Linked DNA regions of Bombyx mori: region 2 is linked to region 1. The links are chromatin contacts, called in public Hi-C maps. All regions are on one chromosome and are shown on one strand. The core of a region is the stretch at or near the end of the contact, and the rest is flanking DNA. Distances in the headings are between cores, read along the strand shown. Region 1 holds the start of LOC101744041 (kelch-like protein 40a). Region 2 holds the start of LOC101742656 (large ribosomal subunit protein uL15m).

Region 1 (5,549 bases), core at 1,332-3,831:
TGTGGTCCACTGCAGTTGGAGCACTTGAAGATGTTGGGAGTGCTGCACTCCTTATAAAAATGATTGCCTGAACAAATAGAGCAAACTTGAGTGGCTTTACAGGCACCACTTCCATGTCCGAATTTGTAGCATTTGAAGCACTGTAACACAGGTCTAATATAATCCGAAACAGGCATCCAAATATGCTCGTATGTGACGTGATCAGGATGGCTAGACGCCAAAAATGTAACCAGCACAGTTTGCAGTGGCTTGTCACTTCCATTCTCTTGTTTTTTGAAAAATCTTTTTACTCCAAGTATTGTGCATGAAGCTTTTAAATTTACTAAAAGAGATTCTTCATCTAATTCCACAGGAGCTCGAATAATTCCTTGACTCTCAATGCTATCGTAAGGTATTTTTGCTGTCCAATTGTTTAACTCCATAAAGCTTACATCTAATAAAAAAGCGTTGGCATCCCGAGCACAGCCAAAGTAAACTTTAGCAAAAAAGTTTCCAGCAGCTTTGACATACTGTACCCCTTGAACATTTTTTAAAGATTTGTTTATTCTTAACAGATCCATTGGGACTCTGTTATTTGGTTGCGAGAGGCTTGACTGAAGAAGCACTGGGTATTCTTTTTTTGTAAGGTCTTCATAAAGAGCATGGTGGTCTTTAAAAAGACCGCGCTTATTTTTAATGAAAGTCATTTTTATTTTGCGGCTTTCGTCGTATTCAGATGAGGTCAATCTTCGTTTTCCCATTATTTTGGGAGCGGACACAGGGGCGGAGCTGAAGCCCTCACCCCTGTCGTCATCGTCCATTAATACGGAACACACTTATGGAATATAATTTTAAACTCTAACACAGTGAAAAATTAAGAAACAATGTCGTAAAAAAGGGCTAAAACCAAATAAATTAAAATTAACTTGAAAAAAGCGCCTATTTATTTTGACGTTCCCGCCCTTTTTCAACGTACCGTACATAACTACCCATTGATTATACACTTAATATGTAACTACCTACATACTACATAGGTACATAGGTACATACACACAATTTTTTTAAAGGGATTTCATGACCTGGTAAATAAAACCTTTAGGTCATGTCTTATTTGAATTTATATTCATATCTATATGAAAAATGATAATATAGAGTGAAATGAAATGAAATGAAAAGAAGATGATTAATTTGAGAAATCAACTGGGATGATACTAAATGAAATGAAATGAGATAATATGGGATGAAATATAATCTCAGTAAAATGGTGGCCATTTACTGAGATTTTTTCAGTAGACTCTTTGGAGGATCCCGAGAAGTTACATCCAGTGGCTTTGTTTTATTTTCCCACATTTTTGCACTTTCACAGATATTAAACAGCTAATAAACCATTGTTACTATACATTTAAAACTGAAGAAACACTAAATAGAAAAATAAAACAAATGACACAACTACAATCCTTGCGTTCCCGCCAAAAAGTCACAATTTGTGTGTTGATTTATTTAAGAGATTCGTCTTCGTAAATCTATACTATATATTATTCGATTTTTTGGACAAATGGACGTGCTAAGAATACATACCTAGTTAAAATATTTGGAACCATGTCTTATTTTAGAGAAGGGAAATGAAAACTGATTGATTTGCATAATAATCATTTACGAATTAAATGTAATGGTGAGATCAGACGGCAATCAAAACTTTCCCAAGTAAAAATATTGGAATTTACATAAAAAGAACGCAAGTTATCAAATAAAAAAATATATATATAATGGCCATTAAAGCGAGCAGAATGTACATAGTTGTAATATAAATTATTAGTTAAACAGGTAAAGTGAAGACCTCCAAGTATAACAAGCAAACTAAGGGAGTTTTGTCTTTTATGGCTATCTGTTATTTCGACATAATTAGAACTTCGGAGGATGATTTTATCATTTTTTTTTTACGAAAATATTTCTTATGAAAACAAACAATGTCTTATTTACTGTGTGAGACGAATCATCAAAGTCAAAAGTTATTGTTCTAATTTCCTTATCAGACCCACTATGTATTTTTTACATAAATAATAGACAGCATTTGAAATTGAGGCGATTACAACACTACCGTTCGGTGCTAAATGTGATTGCTATGTCGTTCTGTCGAAATACTGATCTACAATGAATTAATGTTTTGTAGTGAATTGTGAGTTTGAGTGAGAAGGATCAAATCTGATCAAAAAGTTTATGTATTCCTATTGAAAGTGATATTATGTTTTTTTTAAATTTTTGGTTTTACCATTTTACTGAGACCTCATCTCGTATCATCTCATCAACGAGATCATCCGATCATCCGTTAATTTCATCCGAATTGATTAATGTGTCAAATTAATCGACTCCATTTCATTTAGTACCACATATTTTTTCAAAACCAAAATAAATTCAAAAAATATACAAAAGATTGGGCTGCATGGTATGTGTGATACCTACGCATTTCCAGTTGAAAAAGTGGACTACTAATTGGTTCTTTTGACACATGTTATACGAATCAGAAATGTCATTTGTATTATGTTTGCGCGCCGGTCTTTTTCGTTCCACAACAATTTTGCCAAAAAATTCAGTAATTTAAAATGTTGGTAACGTGACAATTTATAGTTAAATTCACTGAAAACCGTTCCTTAAAATGGCTTCAACTTTTAATGAGTCAATGTTCGATTTTGATTTAAATTTTCTTCATCCAACGACACCGAGTGATGGTCAGGTTAGTTTTTCCATGCAGGTTTTATTATAATATTTTTTTTTTTAATTTACATTAAGTCGAGAATTATATCCAAAACCAAAAGACATCATAGGTTATTGAGTTTGTCATTTATAAGTTTTAACAACCACACAAGTTACATTAAAAATGTACTAATTTTGTTAGTAAATTGTCGAATGTCAACAAAGACCATGAATTAACTGCATTTTATGAAATGTTAACTACATTTCAATTACATTTAAATAACAATAACTACGGCTTCGTTTTAAATTTGTAATAAAGTAAATTTTTATTATTATTTTGTTATCAACCAAAAATATTCAGTTGATTAACCCTAATTCACTGTTTGGTTTCAGATTTACTTGAAATTGTTATTAAATTCCATAGTTTTATGATAAATTTATTTTCAGATTAATAAGTTCGAAAAGCAGAGGAAAGCCATTTTAATAGTTAAAAAGAAAACAATAGCCACAGAGTAAGTATTCCATTTACAATATTTTTTTAACTTCACTGAACAACTGATCTGCCTGATCAAATAAATTTAATTATTTTACTGTTTACCTATAATAAATCACTGTGAAATAGTTTTTATCTAATGAAATATAAGGAAATTTTAACAAAATATAGTTCTTTGGCACATTAAATGAAATGAAAAGTTTCTGAATTGACTTTTAAAACTTTTTTTGCAGTATGATCATTTCTGAGAAATACTCTATATAGTGATGGATTAAGGCTTGATGCCGCCCTAGCCTCTGTTTATCAGGCCTACATTAATGTTAGAATAAATTTTATTAATTTTGATCCAATATTTTTATTTTAAATTTAAAATAACTACATTTTTTTTATCAAAATTAATCTGATCTCCTTTTCAAAGGAGACCGCTTATACTATTTTGTCTCTGGCATTTCAAAAATCTTACTGCCCCTCTAATCATGCCACCCTGGGCTCGAGCCTAACAGGCCTAGGTGTAAATCCATCACTGACTCTATACACTGTCCAGACAACGATCGGTAGTGGTCAGTTCGGCACAGTCATCAGAGTTCAGGTTTGAGAAAGGCATGTGCCAGGGATACATTGTCTTACCCATGCTTTTTAACGTCTATGACTAAAACATGAGCGTTTCCATCTTCAATGAGCTGAAAATTTACCAGAGGCTATCCACCATATGCCTTAATAATGTGCTCCAGTATTTTGATCATTTAGCAAGAAAACCCTATAACAATTTGGGGAGACTCATAGTGATGGGTAAAATGGATTGAAACTGATCTAGGAGTGTCAAATGGGATAGATGGAGTGAGTAAGTCTGTGCACTTAGACACGAGACTGCACTGACCACTGACTGACATAAGTGGGTAGAGATTACACAAAAGGTCTCAGCCTGCCTGATGCATTGTAATGCTCAGCATTTACCAATTCCAATTAGAGGAGAACCAGAATGATCTTTTTAATCTATTACTTGGCTTTAGGTTTTAATTTATTTATATCAGATTTATATAGGAAACATTTGAAGTCAATATCCTTATTCATCAATCTAATTTTATTATAAATCCATTAATAATATTCTCATTTTTATTTGTAAGGTTTCAAAATTAGAATCTTGTTTCAGTTCTCTAATAAAAAAGTACTATGAAAAAAAAGATCTATTGGACCAAACAGAAAAGAGCCTCCTCACGTCGAAAGAAGAGTGTAAACAGATATGTATTGACTATAGGAAATCAATGGAAACTTGTTCTAAATTAGAAAATGTAAGTAAATTTTTGTCACTTTTAATTCAATTTATAATCGAAGACATGCGTGGATGAAGGGGATTCGATACAATTTGTTAATTTTGAGAAAACGGGCAACATACTTTAGTTACTTGTACTTTTTCTTCTTACATAACTTCTTCATAACATGCAATTTCTAAAAATAGTCTTTAAATCTGGAGTATAAAGGTCTAATGTGGTTTATAGGGACATGGCATCTTCATTCAATGTATAAACTCAAAAATCTTAAAAATGGTATATAACCCCTATATCCACTCATGTAAATTATGAAAAAACTTGTAGTGCTTAATATAAAGGCACTTAAACATTGTATGACAGCTACTTATTTTTATTAATGTACATGATAACTGACATAGCAATAAATATTTATGAATTGCATATATTTAACTTTGAATAACAAAAGTGAACATAATATTCCAGGATATGCAGATCTTGCAGAATGTTAACAAAGGACTTGAAAGTAAATGTTTTCAAGCAGAAAATCAGTATGCCGCTGCAACATCCTTAACACATCAACTCCAGGCAAGTAACTATAATTATGTTAAGACCGACAGCTGGCGATAGGAAATCAAGTCTCATATGTATTTGATGAAAGGTGCCTCACCATTCAAAACATAATGGACTGTTTACTGACAGAAATAGGCAAGATTGTGATAGTATCTAGTGTAGGCAAATGATTTGCCTTTCACAAGATATTTTATTCATTTCCTATAATTTAATATATTTTATACAGTTTACGAAAAAATAAACATAACATACTAGGGCTATTGCCACATATCCTACCATTCAAAAGCTTGGAAATGCTAAGGGAATTTAAATAAAAATGTCATTAAAACACATAAGTCATTATTTATTACACTTAAATCTGAAAGAAACATTAAATTATCATGTAGTAAAATATATTTAGTGCATAAATAATAACTTATAATACTTTTCTTAAAATTTTTGCTTCATCAAGATGTCCCCTTTAAATTTTAATTATTTGTATACAAATTTTACTCATTCTTTTGATCAATGTACTAAAATATTCGGAGACCATTAACTTCCATTCATTTTGTAATTATTTCTAAAACTTT
Region 2 (5,549 bases), core at 2,065-4,564, 190 kb before region 1:
GATAAAATCATCTATAATTTGTTAAAATTTAAAATGATGTCGCAGATATTTCAAGACACGTTTGTTTTATGGCAAATGTGCTCACGGTTCATCTATACCGAAGTCTAGACAAAACACATCATGAACGCCGGAACCTCCCTGGAAACTTTGTCTATTTCTCAATTTTAGTCATTACGAAAATCATAAATATTTGCGGGTTTGATTTTTACGGTGTTACCTATTTCTTTTATCGTGGACATGAGATTAGTAAGTCAGTAGAAAAATTGTTACCTGCGGATTTTTAACAGCGGCAGTCGCATCGCTCAATAAGAGTTCATACTTTTATCGATTAATATTTTATCGATTTTTGCACCTTGCTGAAAGGACATGAGCCCCTCAAGAAACAGGCATGAAGAGTTTTTGCCAGAGCCAAATATGGTACGCGGCAAATATTACTCTGGAAATGTACCGTGTAGTAGATGAACGCAACGTTAGATACCGAATAGTAATGAGGGGTAAAGGTAACGGAATGATCTCAAACAATTCCTTAAAGCACTTTCATGGAATAAAACCCCACAAAACAGCGAGAAGGAACTAAAATCCTTTGAGATGCAACTTGTCCTGGGGTTGGTTTTTCAAAGAAAATTTAAGGAAGTCAGCAGATTGACTGTAGCCACTGATGACCAATTACCATCAGGTAAACTGTATATTCGTTTACACTTACAATACAAAGAAAAAACCCCTTGTAGAAGTAGTGGTTATAAGGACCATATCCACCATAAGGATTGAAGTGTAGTAGTGTATACCAGAAATATATTATTATAATTTTTTTAAATATCACTGTATGCAGTGAAAACTATGTGGTGGGTCCATTAACATTTTCATTCATTCATTTCACATTTTTCATAAATTTCAATTTTATTTATTTTACACTTTTTAATTACTTTATGCAAGTAAAATGAACTAAGAAAAATATTTTAGAAATGCAGGACAATAATTATTTGGAGAGACAATTATATTGAAACAATATTTATTGTATTCCCTGTAGTGTTAAAAGACAAAAAATGAAATATCCATAGTACTTACAATATTTATTCAATTTACATAACTACATAGAATAGAACTGTAATAATTCTTCATCTTTTGGCTTTAAAATGCATTCATCTTTCAAATTAATTACCCACCCTGGCTGTAATCCAAAAAATATTTGTCTAGGATCCTTTCTATCTGTTAACATCTCATATTGTGGGTCACTTTCTAAATTTGGAAGTGTATATCCATATTTCTGAGACAATTTTAATCTTTCTTGAGATATTTTTTCTGGATCTGCTAAATAACCACGTGTTGCAGCACTGGTGTAAAATTCAATGGCATCGGGCGGAGGAATCATTCTTCTTGGAATAGCTTGACCAGTTTCAAAAAACCTTTGAGGATTTTTCAATATAAATAAACTGTGAGGATCATAGTAGGCTGTAGTAATAACACCACCATTTTTCTCAATCGCTGCAATAACTTGTTCACTTGCCCACTGTACTTCTATATTAATTTTTGCAGCAAATATGTCAGCTCCATCATCAGTTAAATTAACACCAAAATGCTTTTGGTCAGGATTCAATGTGTATAACCCAGATTTTATCAAGCTGGCAATATCAATGGGTTTAGATATGTCTACTCGGTTTCTATCGATCAATTTTTGTAACTCCAAAAGTGTCATAGGAGGATACTCTCTTTTCAAACTGAAATATTAAGTTTTGTTTAAAACCTAAGATATACTTTGGAGCTAATAATAATGAACCTAAGAGATAATGCAAATCCATTAAACTGTTAGTAAAATGGTGCATTGCATTTATGGTTGCCTGAGGTAAAATCCTTAACACCAAATAGAGCATGAGCTTATCAGTCTAAAAAAAATAATCAATAATTTGGTACCAAAAGTTACTATAATAAGTATAATACAGGCTTTGTCTATAAAAGTAAAAGTTGAGCACCAAAGATTTCAGTTTCTTTTGCAGATGGGAAACATGCAACTGGCCCCCACAGACAACCTGACAAAACTGAGTTTCATGCTGGATCTTCTCATTGGGTTGTGATTCTGATCAAGTGATAGATTCAACAAAGGACTACTCTTGCTATGTCGGATGTTAGCAGATTCATTCAGGTTGAGCCTCGTGAGCTCACCCACCAGTCAAGGTGAGGCTAGTGGCAAATGTGAAAAAAAAAGCAAACGAGAAAATCGACAATATACTGTACTATGCGATTATTCAGACTTCAGATAATTGTAAATATTTTTAATGAAATTATTTTCTAATCACATTAAATTGTTATATTAGATAAATTGACCAATTGGCATAATAATCCAGTATTACTTACTGGTGTCCTCTATAGTAATTCTCATGAGGAATACGAAGATAAAATGGGTTGTTTCCAGTTTCATAACCTAGTCTCATATAATTTTGACGTTGTCCAGAACCTTTATTGCCTGCACCATGTTTGTCACCCCCGTGTTGACCCCTTCCTCTTTTTTGCTAAAATAACACGGTAGGGCATAGTGTAAATGAGTCGTCTATTATCAAAGGTGGCAATCTGTGCATTTGGACAAAAAAATGTTATTGATATGTCAATACAGATTGATTTGAATATAATCGTCTCCTTCAAAGAATACGGTTCAAAACCTGCATTAAATAAAGGTTAATAGTTAACCTGTTATTTATCTAAGATGTCGTTCCGAAGAGTTTTGTGACTGCCAATGGAATACAAAGTCAATAATTCGTTTTTCTGATTTACCAATCATTGTCCAAAAGTCAGATTGCCGGCTTTGATAATAGTCGACTCAAATACAAGTTTATATAAATTTTGTCTCATACTGCACTAAAGTAATTATGTGTTCTTTAATATTACAGATGAAGCTGCTGTTTCTAATTATTAGTGTAAATATACACTTGTGCTGTCCATGGATTTCAACTACCAATCAATACCAGACCCTAATTATTATGTTTTGTAATAACATGTACCATTAGATGATTAATAATGTTATCAGCGACAGTATAAGCAGTGAAGAGTTGAAACAGCTTACAATACTTTAAACGAGAATTTTTTTTCTTGGAAATAATTAAATTAAAACGTTAAACCTTATTAGTTTTAATTACGTCTACGACACAAAAACAAAATATGATTTTGACTGGATGATGTTCTTACTTACTGTTATTTTAGACCCCGGATTATCACGAATATTTGCTAGCGTGATTCTTGGTAACGACCTCAACATAGACAGTGATTTCTCTGTTATTTGCCGCGAACCCATGCTGAGGAATTTTAATATGAACGTAGAGATGAAGAGATTACAGGAGAGCTAACATTATTTTACTTTATATAAAAAGTGAATTGTAACAAATTATATAGAGCAATGTATTAGTATTTAACTAATAGATGTATTTGTAGATTTCAGTAGGTACCTACATAGATTATACACTTAATATATTTCTGTCTATGGAGTCTAGTATATAATCTATGGTCATTGGTCACTCATTTTTTTAACAAAATGTTTTTTATTTATTTATAGATTATTTTCTACTTTTTGTTAACTACAAAGGCTTTTAGATATTATTACATATTTCTAATAAAATCTTAACAAAAAAAATACCTTCCTTTATACGCCATTGGTAAAGGTTTGTTTTTCCTACCTATTCACTGGTAGTCTAAAGCTATTCCAGCTAGGCACGACAAATAGGTGATCTTACGAGCTCAATCTTTAACACTCGCCCTAGCAAGAGCAGTATTTCGCAGAATCTACCACCGGATCGGAAACGCAACAAACGGCCGGTTTGATGAGAACGGTGTCCGGTGCGTGTGGTACTTAAAAGCACCGATAGTGGATTGGGTGGATCCAAAATGAGGTGTTTTGGGTGACATCGACTGGTTAGTTACTATTCGGTCCGCCAGATCGGGTATGTACGATGGACGATGACCGTTGCCTGAAGAGCCTAAAAACAAACAAGAGTAGTTCCCGGGATCCGATAAGACATGCTTTAGGCGACGGCGGCTTACCGTCGCCCCGTCGCCTGGGTCGGGTAATTAGTGGTGGCCACGACAAGAGTATATCGTGTCCGTAGCGTCAGAAAAATACTTCGACAAAGCGAATCCAATCCAATTCCATATCAGATCTAAATTGATATCGTCATGAAAGTCGATATTCCTCGCGTACCACGGTACTCCGACGGCTACCCTGCAGAAACGGGATTGGATGACCTGGAGAATTTATATGCATGCGGGCCGCGTACACTTGCAAAGGTCATGAACGTATGCAAGCTTTGTAGAGTGTCACTTTGTCACGAAAAGACAATTTACTTCGCTTTCACAGATATTACATTAAATAACAATCACTTTCCAAAAAAATGACAATACCACAATAAAATTTACTTTTTTATTACTTAGATGAGTGGACTACTTCACGACCCGCTTCTTAAGTGCCGCCACCCACCTTGAGAAATGACGTGTTCCCTCCTGGCTGAGCCTTTGCTCGCCCACCTATCCAGTAATCATTCAATCATAAAATAAAAAAATAAAAACATGACGTGTTCTTAATATTATTTTAAATTACTTTTACAGTTAAATCTCGTTAATATTTGCAACAATTGGAATACTATTAGCTGGTTGTGTAAATAGTAAAGGTGAGATATAACCGTAAAAGTAGTATCAATTATGTTTACGAAATACAAATCAGGAAAACGAGAAAATACTATAAATATTGTTCCAGTGCTTACACGATTAAAATTATAGCATTTTTTTCCTACCTAAGCTGGTAGCCTTGAGAGGCTATTCCAGCGTAACCTTAACTAGTAAAAGCACCGTTAGTGGATCGGGACGATCCGAGATGACGTTTTGGGAGACGTCGACTGCTTTCCATTCTTTCCGCAGGATCGGGAATGTATAGCATTAGAGATTTTTTCTGAACTTTGTATAATATGCAAAATTTACTTGAAAATGTTGTTAGCTAGATTCAGGAAATTGTTCTACACACGTATATATATATTGCACACATTTATGGATTTGAATAAAATTACAAAAATCTTTTCATTAACTTTTTATTTAGTTAACTATAAATTGAGTTTTACCCCAAAATATTTAATAATACCTCTAACTTATATTATTTCTGTATCCAATTACATATATTTAACTATTCTTATGTACATAACTCTTATTTCAACAATTTGTTGACTTCATCTGGAGTTCTCTTTACAATAGACAAATGATCTGTGTAACCATTATTAGGGTCATGAATAGCTTTATACAATTGTTCATAAATAGCTAGTATTACTTCAAAAGCTCTCTTCTTCACACCCAATTTATGAGAGTGACTTAAAAGCAAATTGAGCTGCGGTAAAATATAAGAATCTGGTCCTAATAAAAATGTATCAAATTTGTTTAAGAATGTTTTTAGAGTTGACGTATCCATCCCTGGAATGGCTGAGAGTGGCCCACTAATCTTTTCTTGTAATATTGTGTAAATCGGGCCCAGATTTAAATTTGCAACTAAATAACTAGCTTGCTCTGATGTCAATGTATCAATCTGG

What was found. Hi-C and Micro-C count contacts between places; a contact is called where the count stands out from the background.
Region 2: a Hi-C map of middle silk gland shows a contact between it and region 1, with 2.0 times the contacts expected there. The contact joins the promoter of LOC101742656 here to the promoter of LOC101744041 in region 1. A contact is called at or near these places in 2 of 7 Hi-C or Micro-C datasets (middle silk gland and whole pupa).

What each region holds. Positions count from the first base shown.
Region 1 is chr4:11,286,028-11,291,576 of ASM3026992v2, reverse strand. It overlaps LOC101744041 (kelch-like protein 40a), which reads right to left and starts at 2,581. Exons shown (of 2, transcript XM_062668259.1): 1 at 2,440-2,581. The coding sequence starts at 2,487. LOC101744334 reads left to right here and starts at 2,570. Exons shown (of 11, transcript XM_038021906.2): 1 at 2,570-2,710; 2 at 3,118-3,182; 3 at 4,314-4,452; 4 at 4,894-4,995. The coding sequence starts at 2,633.
Region 2 is chr4:11,476,453-11,482,001 of ASM3026992v2, reverse strand. It overlaps LOC101742656 (large ribosomal subunit protein uL15m), which reads right to left and starts at 3,314. Exons shown (of 3, transcript XM_004930936.4): 1 at 3,179-3,314; 2 at 2,350-2,504; 3 at 1,052-1,715. The coding sequence starts at 3,280. The coding sequence ends at 1,088. It overlaps LOC101743469 (pre-mRNA-splicing factor ATP-dependent RNA helicase DHX16), which reads left to right. Exons shown (of 9, transcript XM_038021897.2): 6 at 1-676; 7 at 1,992-2,169; 8 at 2,880-3,644; 9 at 4,411-4,549. LOC101743607 (conserved oligomeric Golgi complex subunit 6) reads right to left here. Exons shown (of 1, transcript XM_004931027.5): 1 at 5,045-5,549. The coding sequence ends at 5,174.